Regions from separate parts of the Anas platyrhynchos genome. Here region 2 is linked to region 1. Evidence: chromatin contacts called from public Hi-C data. All regions are on one chromosome and are shown on one strand. Each heading gives the region's core, a stretch centred on a gene start, on an enhancer-like site or on the middle of the called end of the contact. The rest is flanking DNA. Distances are from core to core; before and after follow the strand shown.

The links. Hi-C and Micro-C count contacts between places; a contact is called where the count stands out from the background.
Region 2: a Hi-C map of skeletal muscle shows a contact between it and region 1, with 2.6 times the contacts expected there. The contact joins the enhancer-like site here to the promoter of LOC101799374 in region 1. A contact is called at or near these places in 3 of 8 Hi-C or Micro-C datasets (liver, skeletal muscle and subcutaneous adipose tissue).

Annotation. Positions count from the first base shown.
Region 1 is chr15:16,047,570-16,050,660 of IASCAAS_PekinDuck_T2T, forward strand. LOC101799374 (cytochrome P450 3A30) reads left to right here and starts at 1,463. Exons shown (of 13, transcript XM_005020116.6): 1 at 1,463-1,623; 2 at 2,614-2,707. The coding sequence starts at 1,553.
Region 2 is chr15:16,157,431-16,160,220 of IASCAAS_PekinDuck_T2T, forward strand. FOXK1 (forkhead box K1) reads left to right here. Exons shown (of 9, transcript XM_072024016.1): 3 at 412-568; 4 at 1,765-1,911. Among named protein-coding and RNA genes, the nearest start is that of AP5Z1, 20 kb to the right of the region's middle. Within about 2 kb of position 1,526, at least 3 of the 8 cell types and tissues checked have an H3K27ac peak or open chromatin away from gene starts, as enhancers often do. A contact at or near this core is called in subcutaneous adipose tissue, where this site is marked.

The DNA of each region.
Region 1 (3,091 bases), core at 213-2,712:
TAAGGAAAGACTTTGTAAAGGTTCAGCAGCCAGGTGCGGAGCCCAGTGGATGTGGCTTTCAATAGTGACCCTCCACTGCCCAGCAGCAGGAACACCTCCAGAGCTGCAGCAGAGTGTTTTCCCCTCCTGCATGTGGTTCCTTCATCACCATGAGGTTGTGGGGAGGTTGCTGGTGGGAGGGGATGTGCTCCTGGTGTGGTCAGGATGGTGCCACTGTCACCTGCCAGCCCCAGCAGGACAGCACCGTGGGTTTGTCGGGCTCTGCATCTTGTTTGCTCCTACTCCTGGCTGGTCTGTTAGATTGCCAGTCACCTACAGATGAGCAAATTGCTCCCACCAGACCCATCTGGGATGAAAGGAGTGATTTCCTTGTGTGTGAAGCTTCTGCACAGTTTATTTACTTTCTGAGGGAGCAAGAAGGGGGGCTAGCCTCTCTCTCTGCTGAGGCTTTGCCTCAGTTTCTGTCTGAGAGGAGAAAATACCCAACCACAAACCCAGCTCCTGCTGAGATATCACACCAGTTATTAGCAGAGGTAATTGGAAAATCAAAGGCTTTGTGTGAGGGAAGCAAGGCAGCTAACCCGTGCCTGCAGCCCTCGCAGGGACACATCTGCCCCCGAGCACCTCTAAAACTTCAGCCCCTGACATCCTGCTGGAGGTCCCCAGCATCACCCCGTGTGGGGAGAACCTGCTTTTGGATGCAAAGATACAGGATGAGTGCCTGAGCATGGCCTCCTCAGGTCCAGGTGCTTTGTAAGAGCCCAGCAAAAGGGAAGTAAGGTTCCTTTCACGTGGCAGTTGTAGCCCCATGCTGATGGGGTTTTGGCTGCTCAGTGCAGGCTAGGGGGCAGAACTCAGGCACGTGCCCCTGTAAATTGCTTAATTGATTCCCATCTGTCACTGATTACATAAATCACCAAGCACATCATGGCCGTGCAAAGCTGGGCACCTCCAAGATGTCTTCCTAGGAAAGGTGTCGGCGCTGCCTCTTGGCTCTTCAGTACAGGTCTGGAGGTGAGCCTGGACGTGTTTTGCAAACAGTAGGGCAGAGGCAAAAAATGCTGCTGGCCCAGGGGCACAGCCCCATGCAATCTGTCTAGGAACCTGGCAGTTCCTAGCATTACCTAGCCCCTCCTGATCACACCCCTTGATAAAAGCGATGGACGTGGTGAAAGCACAGCTGGGGGTGAGCTGGGCCACGGAGAGCACGGCCAGCAGCAGGTGGCTGCAGCGAGAGCAGCTGGCAGCTCCCTGCACAAGCCTCGCCACTCCCAGGAAGGTGTTTTATGGATGTCTTCCCCCTTTGCTACCTTTTCCCCTGCTGAAAATTGCACCTTCAGCAGTTTCATGTCACAAAACCTTCAGGGCTGGGCATGGTATTGGCACCATCCAGGGACAAATCTGCCCAAGGGTTAAAGTCTGAGCAACCGAGGCAGCACAACTCCTCCTTCCGCGTCATCTGAGCGCGGCTGCAGCTGAAGGTCAGCCCCAAACCTCATAAACCGAGGCCTGGGCGGTGCAGGAGTCAGGTGCTGTCAGGCTGGGAGGCACGATGAATCTCTTGCCAGACTTCTCCCTAGCCACTTGGACACTCCTCATCATTTTCTTTAGCCTCCTGATTCTGTGAGTAGAGGCTGGTCCCGACGGGTGCCTGGGGAGGAGAAGTCCCTGTACGTGGGCAGCCAGGGCTCACAGGGGCATCACACTCAGTAGGAAGTGCCCTGGTGCATTAATTAGTGTTAGAAAAACAATCCTGACTCTTCCTGTGCTACCTGCAAGGCTGAGATGAGGACTGATAAAGGGGGTGGGTGGGACGAAGGAAATCTTTGCTGGAGGAAGTCAGAGAGTATTGCCTGCCTCCCTGTCAGCAAGAAACAATTGGGAGGATTAAAAGGAACCTCTGTGTTTTGTTTTGTTTCTTTCTTTCTTTCGTTTGTTGTTTTTGCTTTGCCACACAGAGCCAAAGGGAGGAGTAATTCTATTTTTGCTGCAGCAAACTGCCTGGTTGCAAAGGGCTGGGCTGTGCAAGCTGGGAGTAGGCAGCAAGTAAAGTCTGCCCTGCTACTGCAAGCAGAAGCCCCTGCTTAAATAGTTATGCTGGCAAAATTGCCCTTTTGCTTACAGCACTCATGGGAGCTGTAGTGAGCTAAGCAGGCAAAAACTTAATTTGGCTCTTTTAATTTATGCCCCTGCTTGGCTGCTGTGCTGCTCTGGCTCTTCCACCTGGGCTTCACAGGAGGTCTTTGCAAAGCCAAGGGCAGGTCTCAGCTTGGGATCTTGGTCCCTCTGAGGTTTCCTTCAGCCTCCTGAGTCACCGTTGTCTGACCTGGGCAGTGGGATGCAGCCCCTGAGCAAAGGTCTGAGATGTCTGCATCTGCCTAGGCTGGGCTGCAGCTGTCATCAGCCCTTGTCTTGTATGGAGATGTACCCCAAATGGTCTTGGGTTTCTTGAAGTAGCAGAGCAGCCTCAGCAGGTCTGTCGCTGCTTGTCCATAATTTCAGCTTTTTCTGTGTGGCAAGAAGCAGCCAAGTAAGCTGCTCACTGTGCTTAGAGTGAAGAGCCTTCTCTTCTTGTTACGTAAATGCATCTCACACACTGGCTTTGCTTGGCAGCTATGGGATATGGCCCTACCAGACCTTCAAGAAGTTGGGCATCCCCGGGCCACGGCCTCTGCCGTTTTTGGGAACACTCTTGGAGTACCGGCACGTGAGTATGGGCAGCTGCTGATCCACATCTGCCTTAGGGGCTTACGTGTAGGTGGTGCTGGTTTTTTCCGTTCTTTGGTCACATCTTTCCCCTATCCTTGGTTCCTTGGTAATGGCAATGACGTTTCCAGGTAGGAAGCTCCGTGGATACGCAGAGAACACAAAAATTACTTTAAGGTTCTTGCTGACCTGAACGAGGGGTGTTGTGTTTTTCACTCACTTCATAATTTGAGCTATTAGCTCCCATTTAGATTTCTACCCACTCCTCAGCAGCTGAAGAACTGTTGGAAACAAAGAAAAAATATATTGAGGAGCTACCTAAAGCTGCCACTTTCTGAGAATTGTGTGCTTCTTCATGCTTTGTGTCACACCCCAGCAATGCCCT
Region 2 (2,790 bases), core at 276-2,775, 110 kb after region 1:
CTGTAGCAGTGACTGCAGCTCCCTTCTTAGCTGCATTTGTGTGCTTGGTGAAACAAGGCGATACCTGTCTCTAGCTATGTAGTTAGTTATTCATCCCAATTTCAGTGTATATTTGTCTAAGTACCATGTATAGAGAAGCTGTTCAGTGCTTTGAGACTGTTTTCTTGTGATCGTGGGAAGGGGGCAGTGGTGTCAGGATTTGTAGGAATTCCACGTTATTCTCTGATTGTTTCTGATTATTTGTATTTATTTCTCATCTTTCTGTGCTTTGGATAAGCCACGAAGGCAAAAATAAATTCAGGGCATGTATGCTTCTAAGCAACTTCAAAGCTTTCCTGTACCTTAGGAAGTAAGAACCATGTGTCTTGTTACTAAATACGGTAATTTCTTTTTTCCTTTTTGTCTTCCCAGTGTTCCCAACTCTTGCCCAGCCAGTCCACGTGGTGCTGGATCCTCAGGATATCGTTTTGTTCACAACATTACCTCGGATCTGCAGCTGGCAGCGGAGTATGCTGCAAAAGCAGCATCAGAACAGCAGGCAGATGCATCTGGCGGGGACAGCCCAAAGGTTCAGAGAAACATTACTTACCCAACAGGGCTCATTGGGAGGCTTATTAAGACCTGGCAGTTTATTGCCAGTGCTGAATGCAGTTAAATGAGTCTAAGAATACCCTGGCCATAAGGGCGCTGTGTGCAATATCCTCCAGGGTTTTAAGACCATGCCTTCAAACCAGCATCTTGTTTGTGGTAGATGATGAATCTGCTTTGCTTAGCTGCCCAAAATGTATTCAAGTCATTCACTAACAGGGTTAAGCAAGAATAATTTGTCTTGCTTGTTTGATAAATCAAGAACCCATAAAGAAATGGAGCATTAGAATTCAGTCTTGTTTTCTCCTTTTAATTAATGGTATTTTGCAAAACACAGTTGAGGAAAAGGGAAACAGGAAGAAACTAGATCCTTGTCATGAGAAATCTGTAGTCAGACTTTAAAACAAACACCTGTCAAGCAAGCGTTAAATGAGGAGAGTCGCAATGGAATTTAGATTAAAAAATAACTGAGTTACTATGATAAAACTTAATTTTGGTGAGCTGATCTTCAGATCAAAGTTAAAGGTCTAGGTTCAAAACCACCTGATTTGAGATTGGGTGGAGAAGCACAACACTAGATGACTTCTTTTTGTAGCTTGAATTCTCCCTTGAGACAAGAAGGGCTGTTCTTGACGGAGTAGTGCGAAGGGCTGGGAATATGAGATCTGTAAAACAAATTGAAGTTCCTAGAATGAAACGAGTCTTGCTGGAGACTGAAGGGCCAGGATCAAGTTTCATGTTGGGCTTGTGGCTGGAAGAGAGCTGGTAGAATCTTGCATGAAACTTTCTGACAAAGTTTTAGTTGTAATTGGGCAGAATTCAAGTCTTTAGTTTCATGAACCCTGGAATCACTGAATGTGCACCATGCCCTGTAACTCTTTGCTTCCAATTGCTTGTCCTTGTTCTGTCCCTTGTGCTGATAGAAGCACATGTGGCAAATTCAGTGGAGAATGGAAGCAGATTAAAGTTACCATTTTTGTCTGTGTTTGGTAGTGGGGATGTTGGAAGGGAGAAGATAATTTAATCTGTTTTAAGTTCTGTTTGTGCACACGTTTGCCCTAAACTGTGAGGTGACAGTGCAAAGCAGGAGTGAAAGAGAAGAGGAGGGCTTTTTTAATTGGGGTTGCTGGTAAACTTTAGTGTAGGAAGTAACTAAACTTTTTTTTTTTTCCTTAGGACGAGTCCAAGCCACCCTACTCTTACGCTCAGCTAATTGTGCAGGCTATCTCTTCAGCACAGGACAGGCAATTAACACTAAGTGGGATCTATGCCCACATTACCAAGCATTACCCATATTACAGAACTGCTGACAAAGGCTGGCAGGTAAGTTTTTGATATGACAAGCTTTTAAACTACTTTGTCAGGTCTTATCTACTTTATAATACATTTATTAAAGATTTGGAGCACTGAGAATAGAGCTGCTTTGACTATTCCCAGAATTAATTTGTTTAACATAAGCTAACTAGTTTGTTTGTGGGTGATTAGTTTTTTGAAATATTTTATAGGGCAATGTAGTGTTACCATTGGGCTGTTTTCTGAAACTCTTCTAGTTCCATAGTCAGCTGTCTTTCATATTTGTTTATTTTTTTATTTTTCCACGTCCTTCCTATGGTTAACTCCCCTGCCCAGATACTTGCCTGAATTTTGCATAATCCTGCACATTGTCTGTCTTTGGAGTAGTCTGTCCAAGCAGATGTCCAACCTAAAACTGAGATCATATTTTGAAATCCTAATATTGCCTTAAATCATCACAGGTGTATTCTTTTCCCTTTTTATCTACTGCATTGCCTAAGTCAGTTTCCGAGTTTTGAATCTCAGAATGGGAACTTGAGGAAACTTGAATCTGTGCCCTCCATGTGGTATTAAAGGAAATCTGACCAGCTTCACTGGAGGGTTTGGATGTAGCTAACACATGCTAAATCAGACTAGAGTGATCACTTGAGGGCTGTTTTCAAAGTCTCAGAAATTTCAGCTCCACCTGCTTTCAGACTTTCTTGGCATCACACCTCTGAAATGGGTGTTGTCATTTGAATATAATACACCAATGCAGCTGAAGAGCCCCTTGCAACTGCTGATTTCATTGTGTTCAACTGGCAGGAGCAGTATGGCTTGGTGCACTTTGAGTACAATTGGAATAAATACATTCTGCCTCCCTGGCTTTTCCCTGCAGTTCTAATTAACTGTGGAATTCATTTCCTGCCA